3 separate regions of the Mus musculus genome follow, and all the other regions are linked to region 1. Evidence: chromatin contacts called from public Hi-C and HiChIP or PLAC-seq data. All regions are on one chromosome and are shown on one strand. Each heading gives the region's core, a stretch centred on a gene start, on an enhancer-like site or on the middle of the called end of the contact. The rest is flanking DNA. Distances are from core to core; before and after follow the strand shown.

Region 1 (2,700 bases), core at 73-2,572:
AAATATGGACTTGACATGAGCAAGCCAAAGCCATTAAGCAGAGGAGAAATATTCTTCCTGGATTCACCCTAACCTCTTCCCAGCACTCTCCAAGTAGTTCAAGTGTCAGGTTTGAAGGCTTTACCCCAAGAATAAAAGTTGAGGAACTCCTTTCCGCCCAGATCTGGGGGTGTCTGGAATCCCAACTGTACCTGCCAAGGCTTTACGTAAAAGCCACCTTATCACACTCCACGCCTACAACCGACATCTCCTATTTCACAATGAGCAGCAGGACAGAATTTTTCCAGAAACCGCTAATACTCATCAGAGAAAGGAACCCAGGAGCCGCTAGAATGGCATGCCATTTCGGGGTAAACAGAAACAAAAACTTTCTCACCCACAACACTCTGCTCTCTTCTTCCAGCAAAGAAACAAGGGTCCAGGCAAACCCTGGAAAGAGGACAGCTAGCTGAACTGTCTGGGTGGCACAGCGCCCCAGGTGCTGAGGGGGGTTGGGGCTGCTCTCCGGGGAGAAGGCAAGGGGATCCACGCCCACCTTGACCCCTGCATAACACCTCACCTCCCTGCCTAGCTCCCAATAGAGACCACCAGAGGCAGCGGCGGAAACAGCGATGCAGGATGCGGATCCCTTTCCCGCCCGCCCGGACTCACGATCTTGAGCCGGTCCAGTCCACTCGCCTGGTCCATGGCTCTCCATGTGCTTCTCCAGGGCAGGGGCGCGGACAGCCAAGCGGCGTGGCCCGGGAAAAGCCGGGGAGGAGCGGCAGGTCGTCCTCGCCCCTTCCCACTGGCTTTTCAGAAAGCAAAGGGGGCAAAATCAAAAGAAAACAAAACAAAAAAACCCAACCAAACAAACAAACAAAAAAATGGAAGCCGGAGCAGAGCCCGTGGAAGGCGCGCAGGGGCAGGGTCCCCCAGCAGCACCGGGATGGGCGGGAGGAGGTGGCGAAGGAGACCGGAGCAGGAGGGGGAGGCGCGGTTCGCGATGAGGGAGAGGAGGCAGCGGGAGGGACTGAGGTCGGGGCTCTGAGGCTCACAAAGCCAGCAGAAGGCGCGGCGCAGTGGCTACCTGTGCTCCGAGCGCCCCCGCGGGAGCCGCGCTCTCCAGCAGCTCCATCTGGCTCTCCTGCGCCACCGCCGCTACGGGAGGCGACTTGGACGTGTCGCTTTGGACCATCGGCAAAAAGTCGACTCCAAGGCTGCGGGTCCCCTCCTCCACGACCCGGGTCCCCCGCTCCTCTTCGCCCCAGGATCGGAGGCTCTCAGTGCGCGCGACGCCGCTGAAGCATGTTGCAAAGCCTAGACTAGGCGGTGGCGCAGGCACGAGGCTGGGTGGCCGGGGCGAGGGGCGCCAGTTCTTTGGAGCTTCTGGGCCCGCGAGCGGCGGAGGCTGGGACTGCTGGGCGGGCTGGCTCCAGGGAAGGTCCCCGCCAGGAGGAGGGCGCTCCGGGAGCACGAGCCAGGGGGGAGGCGCGTCGGAAAGCGAGAGTGACAAACCACCGCCACTCCGAAAAGTTCTTCGCGGGAGGCGCGGGCCGCGTGGGCTCCGACTCAGCTGCGGCCCGTCGCCGTGGCACTCGCGCTGGAAAGTTTTCGAAGCCACGAAAGCCAGCCAGTCGCAGCTCCCTAGGGAGGTAACTGGCCCAGCTGCTCAGTTCACCTCCTCTTCCTGGAGTCCAGAGGAGGAAAAAGATCCACAGGGTTAGACCCTAAACTGAAACTCTCCATGATTCGAAAAAGGCTACAGACAGACCCCGAACTTCTGCAAAAGCATGAGTGAAAGCACTCGAGGAGTCAGAAAACAAGTGCCAGTGATGAACTAAGACTTCCTCCCACATGGTCCTGACCTGACAATTGGTTCTACTACACCTGTGCCCTAGCTTTTTGGTTTGTGATGGCCTGTTTTGTTTTTGTTGTCTTTGCTAGGAGCTTGTCTTTGCTAGCAGACTATATCGTTCCCGCCCCCAGCGCACCCCCTCCCCGCAGTTGAGAAGTCTTAGTGTAACCGTTGAGACAAAAATAAGCAGGTTTTTAAGGACCCCGAAATTCTTGGTAAGAGGGTAAAACCGGAATAATGGTTCGCTTGTAGTTGGATGGGTGGAGAGGTAGGGAGGAGATGGAGGAGGGGAACCATGATCAGAGTACATTGTGTGAGCTTTCAATTAAAAACAAAGAAACTAAAAGGAGGGGAGGGGAAGAGGGGCACGGGGAGGAGGGGGACGATGAGAAGGAGAAGAAGGAGTGGGGAGGAGGAAGAGGAGGGAGAGGAGGAGGAGGAGGAGGAGGAGGAGGAGGAGGAGGAGGAGGAGGAGAAGGAATTATTTTCCGTTCTAGTATTGCTCATAAGACGCTGCTTTGCTTTGACAACCTTTCTTGCACTGAAAAAAAAATCTACATACAAATTTTCTAGGTAGCACTCACCGAGCAGAAACAAAGTATAACAGTTGTGCAAGCTGAAATACACACAGAGACCTTTTACTAAGGTAAACTTTGTATACTGTGTTTGACTATGATGATGAAATACAGTACCGTGTTCTTCTTAAACTGAGCTGTTTTCATTAAGCAGATGTCTACCATACACTGGATTGAGCCAGAATTTTTTTGTTTTTGTTTTTAAAGGAAGGAAAAAAAAAAAAACAGATCTCGGTATGTTTAAAGATTTAAGCATATACAAAGTGCCGTTGGTTTTCCAAATCTTCA
Region 2 (2,700 bases), core at 78-2,577, 310 kb after region 1:
TCCTCTACCATCATCATGAGATATGCTTTTAAATCTAGGTCTAGGTTTTCGGGTGTGTTGGGGTGCCCTGGACTGGGTGAAGTGGGAGTGCTGGGTTCTGATGATGGTGAGTGGTCTTGGTTCCTGTTAGTAGGATTCCTACGTTTACCTTTCGCCATCTGGTAATCTCTGGAGTTAGTAGTTATAGTTGACTCTGTTTAGAGATTGTTCTTCTGGTGATTCTGTTACCGTCTCTCAGCAGACCTGGGAGACAGATTCTCTCCTCTGAGTTTCAGTGCTCAGAGCACTCTCTGCTGGCAAGCTCTCTTACAGGGAAGGTGCGCAGATATCTTGTTTTTGGACCTCCTCCTGGTCGAAGAAGAAGGCCCAAAACAGGGCCTCTCTCAGAAGCTGTGTTGCTTTGGCAGTTCCCAGAAGCTGTCAGCTTCTGTGGTGCAGACTCTCACCTGTGCAGACTAAATTCCTAAGTTCCAGGGAGTCCTGGAACCAAGATGGTGACCGCTGCTCCTGAGGCTGAGGCCGTCTCCCGAGCCAGGCGGACACCTGTCCTCTGGTCCGGACGGTGGCCGGCTGCCTGTGGCCCGCCAAGAGTGCTGCCTCAGCGGCTCTGTGCTTCTGCCCGTCCCAGAAGCTGTCCGGTTCTCTGGCGCACCCTCTAACCTGTTCAGACTAATTTCCTAAGTTCTGCTGAGTCCCGGAACCAAGATGGCGACCGCTGCTGCTGAGGCTGAGGCTGCCTCCCAAGCCAGGCGGACACCTGTCCTCTGGTCCGGATGGTGGCCGGTTGTCTGCGGCCCGCCCAGGCTGCTGCCTCAGCAGCTCTGTGCTTCCGCCCGTCCCAGAAGCTATCCGGTTCTCTGGTGCACCCTCTAACCTGTTCAGACTAATTTCCTAGGTCCCGCGGAGTCCCGGAACCCAGATGGCGACCGCTGCTGCTGAGGCTGAGGCCGCCTCCCAAGCCAGGTGGACACCTGTCCTCTGGTCCGGATGGTGGCCGGTTGTCTGCGGCCCGCCCAGGCTGCTGCCTCAGCAGCTCTGTGCTTCCGCCCGTCCCAGAAGCTGTCCGGTTCTCTGGCGCACCCTCTGACCTGTTCAGACTAATTTCCTAAGTTCTGCTGAGTCCCGGAACCAAGATGGCGACCTGTAACATATTTTCTATCTGCCAGAGTAAAACAAAGCTACTAACAACATAAAGAGGCCACAGTGAGTCACTGGCAGGCAGCAGGAGACTGTTTTTAAATTTAAATTCAAAAGGATACTAATCCAGAATGTGGAAACATGTGCATCCAGCCAGCAGAGGGCAGTACCGGGTCTCTTAACTGCAGAATGGGGGCAGCGGCCATGATTCCCCAACAGCAGAGGGCAATGTGGTTCCATCCTCTTATTGCTATGGCGTCAATATGTTTTAATTCAAGGGTCAGCTTGTTTCCTCGGTGTCATAACCCAGCTCCTCTGACCACAATGCCTAACCTGTCTTTGCTCTAATTTCCAAGATATCATAAATAATATCATGTGAGTCCCACAACACCACGGCCTTCCCTATACTGCTGGTTCTGTGTTATGGATATTAAAATATCAGGTTGAAGGGAGCTTGTACCTGTTTCAGGGATAAAATAGAAGGTCAGAGGGTGAAAGTTCCAGAAAGCAAAACTGCATTGCCTTTCTACAGCACTAAAGGGCAGGTCTCCCATTAGCCCCTGCAGCTGCAGTGGATGGCCAGAGTCCCGGCTGCTGATGGGAATGTTTTTAAGGACGTGACTCTAATCCAGGATTCTTGGTGGCCTTTTGATCTTCTGTTCCTTTGGAACACTTATCTGTTTCCAACGTCCCCATTCTTATCCTGTGAAATAAGGGCCCCACAGTTCCCTGATGCTGGTATTTTTGTTTGTTTGTGCCAATGGAGGAAACAAATTGGGGTATCAGAAGGCTAGCTCTGTAATGTAAGAAAAAGAGGGGACAGATTTGTACCTTTTTGTATCTGACAAATCCAGTTGTTGAGGTGTTCACAGTTGATATCATTCCAGGACATGCCAGGGTCACCTTTCAGCTCACCACAATATTCAACATTTTGGTAATTATTTGGTTCACCGTAAGCCCAATTTTCATAGGAAACCTATGGTGGAAACATCACACTTGATCTGAACCACAACACCAGGTTGCTATGCTGTGCTAGAAACACCACATTAGGCTGCAGATATACCACGTATACCACATTAGGCTGCAGATATACCACGTATACCACATTAGGCTGCAGATATACCACGAACACCACATTAGGCTGCAGATATTAACCACGTATACCACACCAGTGCAAATTCAAATTGGGAAAGGAAAAAGAGGGGCTGTTTGGATTCTTCATTCATTTGCTTTTTACTTTTAGCTATGGAAGCACATTTTATGGACATGGGTGAGAAAGAAACAGCTTTTATTACATGGAAACTTTTAAGCAGACTAGAGTAGGGAATTGGTTTTTATAACATTTCCTTTATTCCCATTAAATAGAATGAATCCAGGGCCACAAGCAATGGGATTTATATGTAGGAAAAAGTTAGCAAGAAACTTCCATATCTCAGTCGGTAGTCGCAATTTCCTAAATTTACAGCCTGTTCTTAAGGGATGATATTTCAGTAAGTTGTTGGAAGCTTTTCATCTATTACACAGGCTACAGAAAAATAATTAGAGAAGAAAAAGTCTTATAAA
Region 3 (2,700 bases), core at 138-2,637, 260 kb after region 1:
CTAAGAATAAATGTATCTCCTTGTTTGAGCTCCATGGACTTTCCTCAGAAGAAAGTGGGAACACTGAAAAGGCAAGAGCCACCATGTCTCCTGACACAGAAAGTCAAATGCTCAACTCATGACTCTCAGATTGTTGTGAGCATCGTCATGGTACCCTTTAATTTATCTCTTATATGCAAGATTGTCCTACCATGAACTTAAAGGATCATCCTCCCTGCCTTCCTTCCTTTATCTATTTTGCTCAGTTCTACCCTGTTTGTTGCCCCTATTTAAACTAAATCTCTCTCTCTCTCTCTCTCCCTCGCTCTCTATCACACACAGAGAGAGAGAGCAAGAGAGAAGAAGAAGAAGAAGAAGAAGAAGAAGAAGAAGAAGAAGAAGAAGAAGAAGAAGAAGAAGAAGAAGAAGGATACATGTATATCAGATATATTTCCTAGTAAGACTATGAAAAATTAATTCAGAAAGGAACAACAACAAAAACAGGAAAACTGTCTGCACTGGGGCGGGGGGGGGGAGGTGCGGGGTTGCAGAGGCGAGCTTGAGGCTTGAGCTTGAGCGGTTCAGGCTGGCCAAATTGTGAAGGCTGATAATTCCAAGACCTCCCTGCAAGTTGAAGACCCAGAGGAGCAGGTGGTAGAATTCAATCTAAGTTCTAAGACACACAAAGCAGGGAAGCCAGCCAGTGGCGTGAAACCTATTCCAAGGACAGTGAGGTGGGAAGCTCCCGGCTTAAACAGGAAGACTAGAAGCAAAAGAGTGGACTCCTCCTGCTGCTGCTTTTGTTCTTCCTAGGCCCTCAGTGGACAGGGAGATGCCCATCCACACAGAAAGGTGAACTATACTGTTGAGACATCCAGATCTCTGCTGAGTAGGTGGCACGTGCCAGCCATCTTGACGGTGAGGGCTGAGAAGAACTTACTGTGCTTTTTCCTACCAAGAACTCACTCTCATGTGCTGGGGCTTTCAGTTTTTATCTTAGCCTATGTGAGAGTTCTTGGCAGCGATGTTATCTTGGCTAAACTGCTGTGCTTCTTGTGAAGGAGCAAGTGTTTTGTAAGCAGTTCTTTGGTATCCTGAGGCTTGGCACCATACAACGTACTCCGTTGAAGACAGGCCAAAAGAACACAGTGGCTTGGATGTCCAAGGATCCACTTCAGGAAAGGTGCCCTGACACAGCCTCAACTTCCTCAGCTAATTTCTTCACTGCTGCGCATGTGCAGAGCTCACATGTTTGCTGCCCTTCATGAAAGGAATCTGGCTTTTAAATAAAACAAGAAAGGAACAACAACAAAAAGCAGGAAAACTGTCTGCACTGGTGGGGGGCGGGGGGAGGTGCGGGGGTGCAGAGGCGAGCTTGAGGCTTGAGCTTCAGCCGGTTCAGGCTGGCCAAGGAGCTCAGAACGCGTGCCAGATTCCTTGCTACTTGGCAGTCGATTCGAGTCAGCTGCTCAGGCTAAGGTCCTTGCTGAATCTGCTTTCTTCATGCCCTGCAAGTTTTGCCTGAAGAAGCTATAACCCTGCAAACATCAAAACATCCTACTTGTGATACGTGTGTCACAGGTGCCTGAAAGCCATTGCTGACACATTCGGGCTGGTTGCTGCACACACTCGAGAAGATGGCTGTCAGCAGAGGTTGCAGAGCACATTCAATCCGAATAAACTATTCTGACAGAAGCATTTATTTCATGACCCATTCCTAGTAACAGTCAGGCTGGCAATAAGGCTCAGTTGGCAAAGTTCAAACCAGGACAGACGTCTCATCCCCAGAACCTACCTTTTAAAAAGGTAACACACATTTGTAATTATAGATCTGGAGAGGCAGAGAGAGATACCGTGTTGATTAGCCTCCTCAGCCTACTTGGGGAGTTTCACTGGGACAAAGAAGGAAAGAGGAAAGGAAGGAAGAAAGGGAGGGAGGGAGGGAGGGAGAGAGGGAGGGAGGGAGGGAGGGAGGGAGGGAGGGAGGGAGGGAGGGAGGAAGAGACAGAGACAGAGACAGAGACAGAGACAGAGACAGAGACAGAGACAGAGACAGAGACACACACCATCACAGGAATAATACCTGTGATAGCTCTTTGGCCTCAGCATGTCCATGTGCGCATACAAAAATAATAAAAGGAAATCAGAACTCGTTCTAAGACTCAAACTCAGTACCACAAAAATCACAGAGAGGTAGGTCCATCCCTTTGTTCTGAATATTTCTAAGAGAGTCAAACCTTACCAGCCAAATAAATGCTTATAGTCAAAGAAACAGATTCCTGAAAAACAGTAACCCTTTTCCACTGGACACTTTAAATCCTCCTTTGCCCCATCAATATAAGAGCCAGTGCCTCTGAGTTTGGAATCAAGCCCCAAGGTAGTGTATGGCGAAGAAGGACGGCATGGAATCCTATTAATTTACATGCCACGCGTTGAGCACAGAATGGATACCAAATAAATTATTATATTATAACAAATGGTACCTTTACCTTCAACATTTGAGGGGAAAAAAGAGCCAGAATTTCCTTCAAAATATGCATTGCTGTTCTCTTAAGAAGCTGTTGTGGTTTCTACTTCTGCCTTAAAAAAAAAAAAAAAAGGAGGAGAATAGAGCTGTGTTAACAAGTTCAGCTCATTCTGTGCTCTCAACACAGAAGCTCAAAGCTTCTGCTTCCTTCCTTTTAGGAGAGGAACAAACTCTGGCCCAAGGACTTTGAAATT

Evidence for each region. A called contact is a pair of places that touch in the nucleus more often than the background predicts. HiChIP or PLAC-seq counts read pairs in DNA pulled down with a chosen protein or histone mark.
Region 2: an H3K4me3 HiChIP or PLAC-seq map of pro-B cells shows a contact between it and region 1, with 3 times the contacts expected there. The contact joins the enhancer-like site here to the promoter of Cacnb2 in region 1. A contact is called at or near these places in 1 of 15 datasets of contacts at CTCF or cohesin (pro-B cells), 4 of 115 datasets of contacts at active chromatin or transcription factors (epiblast stem cells, large pre-B cells, neural progenitor cells and 1 more) and 1 of 9 other capture datasets (pancreatic islet).
Region 3: a Hi-C map of uterus shows a contact between it and region 1, with 4 times the contacts expected there. The contact joins the enhancer-like site here to the promoter of Cacnb2 in region 1. A contact is called at or near these places in 3 of 484 Hi-C or Micro-C datasets (all in uterus) and 2 of 115 datasets of contacts at active chromatin or transcription factors (epiblast stem cells and neural progenitor cells).

The regions. Positions count from the first base shown.
Region 1 is chr2:14,602,928-14,605,627 of GRCm38.p6, reverse strand. It overlaps Cacnb2 (calcium channel, voltage-dependent, beta 2 subunit), which reads right to left and starts at 1,322. Exons shown (of 14, transcript NM_023116.4): 1 at 1,070-1,322. The coding sequence starts at 1,177. It overlaps Gm32741 (a long non-coding RNA gene), which reads left to right and starts at 1,043. Exons shown (of 4, transcript XR_374017.4): 1 at 1,043-2,052; 2 at 2,411-2,483.
Region 2 is chr2:14,294,213-14,296,912 of GRCm38.p6, reverse strand. It overlaps Mrc1 (mannose receptor, C type 1), which reads right to left. Exons shown (of 30, transcript NM_008625.2): 15 at 1,969-2,113. Among named protein-coding and RNA genes, the nearest start is that of Mir511, 35 kb to the right of the region's middle. Within about 2 kb of position 1,327, at least 15 of the 459 cell types and tissues checked have an H3K27ac peak or open chromatin away from gene starts, as enhancers often do. A contact at or near this core is called in pro-B cells, where this site is marked.
Region 3 is chr2:14,340,543-14,343,242 of GRCm38.p6, reverse strand. No RefSeq gene overlaps it. Among named protein-coding and RNA genes, the nearest start is that of Slc39a12, 47 kb to the left of the region's middle. Within about 2 kb of position 1,387, at least 76 of the 459 cell types and tissues checked have an H3K27ac peak or open chromatin away from gene starts, as enhancers often do. A contact at or near this core is called in neural progenitor cells and uterus, where this site is marked.